3 separate regions of the Neogale vison genome follow, and all the other regions are linked to region 3. Evidence: chromatin contacts called from public Hi-C data. All regions are on one chromosome and are shown on one strand. The core of a region is the stretch at or near the end of the contact, and the rest is flanking DNA. Distances in the headings are between cores, read along the strand shown.

What was found. A called contact is a pair of places that touch in the nucleus more often than the background predicts.
Region 1: a contact with region 3 is called in a Hi-C map of fibroblasts, with 8 times the contacts expected there. The contact joins the promoter of PABPC1 here to the promoter of YWHAZ in region 3. A contact is called at or near these places in 2 of 3 Hi-C or Micro-C datasets (fibroblasts and muscle).
Region 2: a contact with region 3 is called in a Hi-C map of fibroblasts, with 4 times the contacts expected there. The contact joins the promoter of ZNF706 here to the promoter of YWHAZ in region 3. A contact is called at or near these places in 2 of 3 Hi-C or Micro-C datasets (fibroblasts and muscle).

Annotation. Positions count from the first base shown.
Region 1 is chr4:36,535,131-36,538,281 of ASM_NN_V1, reverse strand. It overlaps PABPC1 (polyadenylate-binding protein 1), which reads right to left and starts at 1,852. Exons shown (of 16, transcript XM_044245203.1): 1 at 1,484-1,852; 2 at 1,142-1,370. The coding sequence starts at 1,334.
Region 2 is chr4:36,163,567-36,166,278 of ASM_NN_V1, reverse strand. ZNF706 (zinc finger protein 706) reads right to left here and starts at 1,381. Exons shown (of 4, transcript XM_044245198.1): 1 at 1,202-1,381.
Region 3 is chr4:36,368,383-36,371,483 of ASM_NN_V1, reverse strand. It overlaps YWHAZ (14-3-3 protein zeta/delta), which reads right to left and starts at 1,533. Exons shown (of 6, transcript XM_044245201.1): 1 at 1,072-1,533.

The sequences.
Region 1 (3,151 bases), core at 603-3,102, 170 kb before region 3:
ACTGATCCAAATATAAAGAAAATCCTGGGAACTCATCATGCCACTATCTTAATCTGTTTGCCAAATTTTATTTTGTGAACTGTTTAACCTCAAAATAAAAAGATATGTTTTAGCCACATTTTTTTCCTCGGTGAATTAGTACTGTTATTTTGTTCAATTACCCATGACATACGGATATTCAGACCACTTTAAAAAATAAAGAAACCTTTACTACTGAAGGCCAAGAAGTATAATGGTCCAGTCCACACTACACTCGAAGTTTACAGCCAAAATTTGATTCTTAAATTTTGGGGGGGGGGGTCATCTCGAAAGCACAGAACTATTTCAGAAGGAAAGAAACATTCTGTATTACCAGTATTACGAATCTAATTTGGATAAAAAACCTCAAATAACCTACAATGCCTGAGAAAACAGTGCATTTCCAAAGGGTCATCCTCCACACCCTCTGCTCCCACCAACCTGCTGTAGTATTAGTGAGAAATGCCTGAACTCGGGGAAAACCCCGAATGCGCTTCTCATCGGTAATCTACGTTTCTAGAGCCATCGGTTACTGACAAGTTATTAAGAATGGAATCAGAAACCTGAAGACCACCACATCACCAAATTAACTTTATCCTAAGGCCCTGTGGCTCCCCCAGGCGATTGGGCCAGTAGCAGAGACAGGCCTCGGGCCTGTGAGGTTACAGGGTTCAACACGTGGTATTTTTTGAGCACCGAATCGCACTTCCTCCGCGTCCTGGGGCGCCGGCAGGAGCACGGGGTGGTGGGAGCGCCTCCACCTAGTACCAGAGAAGGGGTCTCGGCTCCCGACGCCCCAGAAGCCCGCGGCTACTAGCGGGAGCGCGGTGGAAGAACCCAATCTCACCAACCCTCCCGGCGCGTCATCACCCTAAAGTTTGAGAGCGGCTGAGGCCGAGAAAATGGTCGCAAAGGAGGAAGTGGCCAGGCGTGCGGCTGCCGGCAGCGCGGGTCCCCGCGGGCACGGGAAGCGGGGGTCCCGGCGCCCAAGCCTCTCCCCGCCGGCCCTCAGGGGGTGACATGCCCGCCCGTCCCCTCCCCCGGGCCCGCCGGCCTAGCCAGCCCGCCGCCGCCTGCGCCTCATGGCCGCCCGCCCCGCCAGCCCGCCGGGCCCGGCTCTCACCGTCCGCCGGTTGCTGGAAGTTCACATACGCGTAGCCCAAGGAGCGGCGGGTGATCATGTCCCTGCAGACCCGGATGGAGAGGATGGGCCCGGCCGGGCTGAACTTCTCGTAGAGCATCGCCTCGGTCACGTCGGGGTGTAGGTCCCCCACGTAGAGCGAGGCCATGGGGTAGCTGGGGGCGCTGGGGTTCATCTCGGCACGGCTGCCCGCAGGGCCACAGGCCGCGACCTTTCCGTGAGAGGAGGAGAGCGAGTGCTGGGGCCGGGGGCCGGAGCCGGGGGGAGGGGAGCGGGGGCAAGCGCAGAGGGACAAAAATCAACCGGAATCGAAAACTACTCAACGGCCGCAGAACGGGGTCGATCGGCTGCCGCTGGCTGCTGGCTGCTGGCTGCCGGCTGGGAAGCAAGGGTGGCGGTGGCGGTGTCGGGTCCGGGCAGCGGGAAGGCCTCGGTCTCTTGGTTCCTTCTTGGAGCTGCTGCGGGGCCGCGGGCGGGCGGGCGGGTCGGTCTCGGCTGCTTCACCGGGTTATTTTATAAAAGAGGAAGAAAAAAAAATAAAAGTCTCCGGCGGGGGAGACGCGGATTTTTTGTAAATTTTTTTTGGGTTTTTTAAAAGATTTTTTTAGATTTTTTTTGGATTTTTTTAATAATAAATGTGTGTTCCGAGCCCGGAGCACACACTCCGCACTCTCAGCACTAACCGCCGGGGAGAAGGGGAAGCACCGCCTCCTGCACCCTCTACTTATACCCCCCGCCGCACTCGCCCCGCCCCCGCGCGTCTGACGCCAGGGCCCTACGCGAGCGTCAGCGCCGGAGGAGGAGGAGAAAAGGAGGCGAGGGGGAGGAGGGAAGAGAAAACAGGAGGAGGAAAGAGCAGAGAGGAAGGGAGAGGTGGCGGCGGCGGCTGCAGCGGGTGTGGGGGTGGGGCTGGAGCGGAGGGGCGGGGCTCCTGCGCACGCGCCGCGGCCGGGGGGCGGGGTCTGCGCTGCGTAGAGCTCGTGGGGGGAGGGGAGGGCTGGCTCGCTAGTGGGTCTGAGAGGAGTCGGGTGGGACGGCCTCTCCTTCCACACACCCCGCCCCCACCTCCACCCTGGAGAAGCGTTAACCCGTCACCGCGGCGGTGGGCGGCGCGCGGGGCTTCCGGGTTCCTCGGCGCTAACCACCCCCCACGTGCACGGCCGTCCGGGCCTCTTCCCGCCACAGCCTGCCCTGCTCCACTCGCCCCTGTCCCTTAGGGACCCTGAGCACGGGTGGGCTGGAGTGGTTCCTTCCAGGCCCAGTTTCCGAAATGTGCGTGAAAGGAGCCGGGTTGGCTCCTTTTTCTCCTACCCGGACCGCACTACGACTCCCAGCGGGCAGCGCCGCCACGCGCGTCGGCCGCAGAAGCGGTGCCTGCTGGGAGCTGGAGTCCCCAACGGCCGCGGCGCTCGCTGACCCCAACTGGCCGCGGGTCCTGGCTGCTGGCTCGGGGACCCCCAACCGTCCCGGCGCTGGACCCCGGTCGCCGCCCCGCGGTGCTTCCAGTACAAGGGGGGAGGGGAGGAATCCTTGGGCTTCTCTCCCAAAGTTTCGGAGACCTGCACTCTTCTCGGTCTCCACCGGACCCTGTCGTTAGTCAAAGTGCCTTTAATTGGGAAGGCTGTTTACGGGGTCTTTGTACGCTTCCCTTTTTAAAGTGTCGTGATCACTATTAACTTAAGCTCTTAGGTTGGAATCTTTGATTCGTGCAATTTCTACTTGCGATTTCTCAGAGGTAGAAAACGGGACTCAAAAAAATTCGTTTTTCTTAAAGTATGAGTCTCACAGTTGTACATAACACCACGGACCTGCAAGCGGGCAAAATTAGGGATAGTTTCAATGCAGTATTACAAATGTTCAAAACAATTTTATACATTAGTTGTGGACTTCAGCAAAAATGCTAAATTTATTAAATTGATGGCCATTAGAAAATACCAGTTTATAGGAATGATATCAAGTCAGCATACAAATCCCCACTTTAAAGTAGTAATG
Region 2 (2,712 bases), core at 132-2,631, 210 kb after region 3:
ACAATGTAATGAGATGCACAACATTATTTTTAACTTTTCCATTTGGGGCTTCTCCTAAAATATAACATTACACAATAGATTTAACCCATTTTCCATTGCCATCTAACAGTAACAAATAAAACCATAAAATAAAACCACTTTAATAAGTGAAGACTGGTCGCTTATTCTTATTTTTAAAACCGAAAACCCGGTAAAGGAAATCGAATCAACAGTCTAAACGCGTGGGGTAGGCCCCTAACTTCTAACAACTCACTGCATTGATTTCCTTTCTGAAAGCAGAAATGCAAACGAACAAGCCACCTGCTTTTGGACAGCTCAACTCTGGGATTACTCTCAGGCCAATCGAATTTTCTACAAACTCTTAAGCACTTCTTGATTATACACAACTGAGGGCCAACAAGTCATTTACAAACACCTTAAACGCAGGTTTTTTTTTAATGTAACTCTTAGTGTGGCTTAGAGGGCTGCAAAGAGGGAAGGAGAAGAATAGAGTTCTAAAATGAAGAGCTCTTACAGGAGGCAACAAGTAAGTACTGCCTCCAAAGATCCTCTCAAAACCAAAAACAACGGAGTAAAAAAAGATTTGGGATTCAGGAAGTAGGATCATTCTCCATAACTATCTGAAACGAGGAGGCCCAGGCAGTGATCAACATCCTGACCCTAGCTTTTAACTACATCCTTTCGGGGAGGGAAGAGGAAAGCACCGGGAGTTAAGATCCATTTCGCCCAACACTTGACCAACCCCAGCGGCAGCCCGGCCCACCTTCCTTCCCAGCCCGCCTCTCCCGCGTCGGGGAGCCCCTTCCTCGGTCCGGCCACGCAGCCCCCACCTACCCGCTACTCCTCACCGACCCCGGCCCGAGACGCGCCTCCCGGGGGCTCTGGCTGCCCCAAACCCGGCCTCTTCGGCCGCGGGGAGCCCCGGCCTCGAGAAACCGACCAGCTGCTGTCGCCAAGGGGTAAGGTTACCGCTCCGCGCCACGGCCGGCGGCGGCCTGCAACCCGGCCACCTGCAGGGCCTGGCAGGCGCCCGAGCTCTCCCTCCAGCCCGGGGCCCGCGCCGGGACAAGACGGGCCCGGCCGCCGCCTGGGAGGCGGGGAGGCCGGCGGCCCCTCGCGACCCGCCGCGACCCTGCCGCCAAGCCCCCACCCCGGCTCCCGGACGTCCTGCGGCGTCAGCGCCGCCCCCACAGCCGCTCACCCGGGCCGGGACAGTCTTGCGTCGGAGAGACCGCGCAGCGCGAGAGGGCCGGGGGAGGTGGCCGCAGGGAGAGGAAGGGGGAGAGCGCCCAGCACCGCTTCGGCCTCCTCCACCCGCCAAGGAGGGGAAAGAGGAGAGCACAACAGCCCGCGCCTCGCACCCGCCGCCGCCGCCGCCGCGCGCGCCCGCCGCCGCCTCAGCCTCGGGGGAGGCCACTACGCTCGTGCCCGCGCACGCCGCGCAACTCTCCCAGTCGCCCCAGCGCCCGCCTGCTCTTGCCGCCCACGCGCCTTCCTGCTGCGGCCGCCTCCCGCGCCCCGCCCCTGCTCGCACGCCTGCGCCCTTTCCGGTCGCGCGGGCCAATGGCAGCGCGCCCCTATTACATAAGCGTCAGGGGGCGGGGCCTGGCGGCGACGGCGGCCCCTACGAGAGGGAAACTGCAGGGGACGTCGCCCTCTGTCCCCGGCGCCCCTCCCCTCCCGCGTGCTCTATCTAGGCGGCTTCGGCCGGCCCCGGGAGCCGCGTGATCCCGGTCCTGCTGGGTGACGGCCTGCGGCGTGTTTCACAAGCCGCTTGCCAGCTCACTCACTGGGGCGGCGGCCCGGCCTCGGTCCCCGCGTCCTTTCTCGCCTCCCGCCTCGCCGACGCCCTCCTATGCAGCAACCCGGGCACCGGCCCAGAGAGGTGCGCCAGCGCCGCCGCGGCGTGGGGTACCGGGGAGCCAGCCACCCGGAGGCACCACCGCCGCCACCCCAGCCCCCAGTGCGGCCAGCGGGCCCAGCGGACCCTAATAGGGCCGCGCAGCCTTTGTTCTCTCACCGGCCAACCCCCAGTGTCGTTCCCACGGAAACTCCGGTTATTTTTACCGGTCGGGGGTTTTTAGTGAGTTCAGGATTCCAGCTTGTCTTAGTGTTGCTGGCTAGGGTACCCCGACCGCTTTAGCTGAATCCTAACATCATACAGAGTTGCTAATATTTGGAAATGGTTAAGTTGAATTGGGGGGGGGGTTCTCTATGATTTACAGGCCATGAGCGCTAACTTCCAGTATGTGGTTAAGAACAATTGAGTCAGTAATCTGCTGATATCTGCAAATGGCATTTCAGACTTGGGCTTTATTCTATTTCACTGCGGCCCTTCTCTCCCCCGCCCCCAACACTGGTTTCTAATTTTATTTTATTTTATTTTATTTTCAATATTTTATTTATTTATTTGACAGAGATCACAAGTAGGCAGAGAGGCAGGCAGAGAGAGAGGGGGGAGCAGGCTCCCTGCAGAGCAGAGAGCCCGATGCGGGGCTCGATCCCAGGACCCTGGGATCATGACCTGATTTTATTAATACCAAGGAAAAGGGAAGCTTTTACATCTGACGTTCTCACCTTGCTGATAGCATCCACTCTCCCACTTGCCTGTCAGTGCCCAGGAGAAGCTAGTTTAAAATATGTATCCCAAATGAGCAGGACTGGGATATAGATATTACAGAATTGTTTAGAACAACCAGAAAGGAGTTAGCG
Region 3 (3,101 bases), core at 284-2,783:
GCCACCGGACACCACTGGTGCTCATTTAGGTTTTAGGGACCCGACAGCTGCAGCAGGTGGGGGAGGGGACAAGAGCCACACCCAGGCGAGCTGGGCCACCGCCGGCTGTTACGCTCAGCCTCACCCGCCCCGTGAGGGGGACACCGTCTAAAAAGCCAGCACGGCGACCCTCCGGGCAGGCGAGCCAGACGCCGGTCCACAGCCTCCCCCATTCTCTTCTCTATCCCCACCAGGACTCGGAGCCCCCCACTTACCATGAGGTGAGGGGAAAAAAAAAAAAAAAACAAAAAAGAAAGAAAGAAAAAAAACCCTGAGCCCCATCCCCCACCCCGCCAAGGAACCCAGGAAATTCGGCCCCAGGTCCCAGGCCAGCCCCACCCCAGAGCCGGCTCCCCCTCGTGCCAGAAACGAGGCCTCGCCCTAGAGTACCTGGCGGGCGCCTCCGGGCCGGCCTCGGCTCGCGGCCCGGTCCCCAGGCCCGGCCCTGCTAACGCGCCGCCGCCCGGGTGGGGGAGGGCTGGGTGCAGTCGCCGCAGCGCGGGGCGCGGAGGCTGCGCGGAGCAGCGAGCGGGAGAAGCAGGGGGAGGGGAGGGCCGGGAGGGCCGCGAGGGGAGGGGGCGGCCTCACCTGCGCCACTGCAATGCCCGCAGTCGCCAAGTCATTATCTCGGGCGGGAGCGGGGCGACGACGGGGAGGGGGCGCGGGTGGGAACCGAACGCGCCCAGAGGAGCCTCAGTCACCCCCGGGAGCCGGCGACCGGGCGGGTCCCCGGGGATCTCGCGTGTGGGCGCCCTTTCCAGCCGGGGGACGGGGGCTGGGAACCGGCGCTTATCGGGGCCAAGACATCGGTCCGGAAGCAAGTAGCCCTAGGCAGCCGCGAGCCGCCCGCCCGAACCCAGCGGAAAAGCCGCCGCCCGTCTCCGCCTGAGGAGACTCCGCCTCAGCCCAGCGCCGCTACCGCCGGGCGAGCGGGGCTGAGGAGCTGTGGAGCGGGGACGGCCCTCAGGCTTTTGGAAGGTTGGTCTGGGGAAGGAAGGAATGGGACTAGGTGGCGGCGGCCGGGTCCCTTACCTGTGTCCCGAGTGGGTGGCGGCGGACGGACGGGGGCTCAGCAGTCTCCGGGCGGCAGCGGCGAGGCTGAGACTCTGTCCGTAGATCTCGCTGCTCACAGGCTACAGCGGCTCCGCAGACACGGGGTTTCCTCCAATCACCAGCCCCGACAGCAGGGGCACCACACGCACGATGACGTCAAACGCTGCTATGGCAACCGTTGATTGGTGCCCACAGCTCTGGGGGCCCAGTGCAACCGCCGCTCCCTAGCGCGCGCGTCCTGCCCGCCCGCGCTAGAGGGCGAGCGGAGGAGCGTACCACTTCTCCCGCTACCAACGCTCCTCCGCACCCCGCTCAGCTCCCAACTTCTCTGCTCTTGGGAGAGTGAGCCTGGGCAGGAAGCGCCTTCCCTTTTTTTTTTTCCTCCTTCTTACCAGTGCCTTCCTACCTCGCCTTCTCGAATCCCCCGCAACCTTTACAGACTCACTCTTCCTCTAAACCAGCAAGGAAATTCCTCCCCACCCCCACCTTAGCTTTCCCTGCGGCCCTCCTGCGCCTGCGCCAGTCACTCCCTCTGGAAGGGGCTCCGGTTCAGCAACATCCGGGACCTTTCACATCCCCCCCCACCCCCCTCCCCGCGCCCTGACCTGCCCCGCCCTCCGTGCTTCGCGGTGGTAACTGCCTCCTGGGCTGTCCTGGGGCTGCATTACGCGAGTGGCTCTGCCGCTCTGGCATTGTGATCAGAATTTTGGGGGCGGCGGGGGAGGGCGCGGTCAGACGGTCGAGGAGGGGCGGTGTGGCGCGCTACCCCCAGCCCGCCTCACTCCGTCGCCAGGCGGGGCCTACCTGAGCGCGCGGCCCCTCCCTTCCTCCCTTCCGCGGCAGCTTTACCTGCCGGCTGGAGGAAAGCGGCCTTAGACCTTTTAAGGCTCGGAAGAGAGTGAGGAGTCTGGCCCCGGAGTATATGGGCTGAGTGACGGGAAAGTTTTCCAATCGGGGACTCCGGATCCGTGCGCAGTGACAGCTGCGAAGGGGACAATGGGGGCGCGAAGTGGGGGTGAGGTGGGTCGGCTGGGGCGGAGCTGGTGGGAGGTGAGGCCTGGAAGGAGAGGCCGCCGCTTTCAGCTCCCGCGGGGAAACGGCTGCCTTCTTAGACGGAGGGCTCCGGGGATGGTGGAGGCCTGAGCAAAGAACAGGTTGGATCGTACCGACTCGTTCCTCGTAGATTAGATTTTTCTATCCAAATAAAGCATCCACTGGAAGAGTTCATGTTGCAGTGATTTAAAACATAAAGATCATTACCTGTTTTCTCCTGAAGCAAGGTTTGAGGGGTGTGTTATTTCCCAGGGCCCCCGTTGACCCAGCTGGCAGTGGAGCCAGGAAGAGGGGGAAAGAGGAGCGGAAATTGCAGGTGCCTACCAACGGGCCAGCCTAAAACGGTAGAGCCGCCACCCAGTCAACTTAAGGAAGTTCAGAGAGATACATGCACAGTGTAAAATGCCTCTGCCTCTTCTCCCTTTGAACGTTAGAGCTACGAAAAGATTAGTGACCTGCAAAATCAGTTGCAAAACTCATCTAGAGTTTATATAGTTAGCAATGAAAACTCAAAACTGTTCCTACCACCTCTTTGCAAACGCCATTTTGGCCTGAGTTTTCCAACAAATCCTTTTTGAAAATCATTTCCCCCTTATCTCGGTAAGTGTACTCTTTAATGCCCATTCCCTATTTCCCCCATGTCTCCACCTACCTCCCCAATGGTATCTATCAGTTTGTTGTTCTCTGTAGTCAAGAGTATGTTTCTTGGTTTGTCTATTTCTCCCAACATACCTTTATTGAGCACCTACTAGGGGGCCTGCCTAAAGAACAGCTGACAAAGGAGCCTCACTAATTCAGCCTCAAATTGTGCTGAGGACTGAATTTATCAGTAGCGGACACATAAAATCCGTCCTCACTCTCCCAGCACCTTGTCTGTACTGTATGTTCTGTTCCGTTGGATACAGTATTTCTGCCCCAGACTATTCTGCAAATTACGTTTTGCCTGAGGTTCCAGC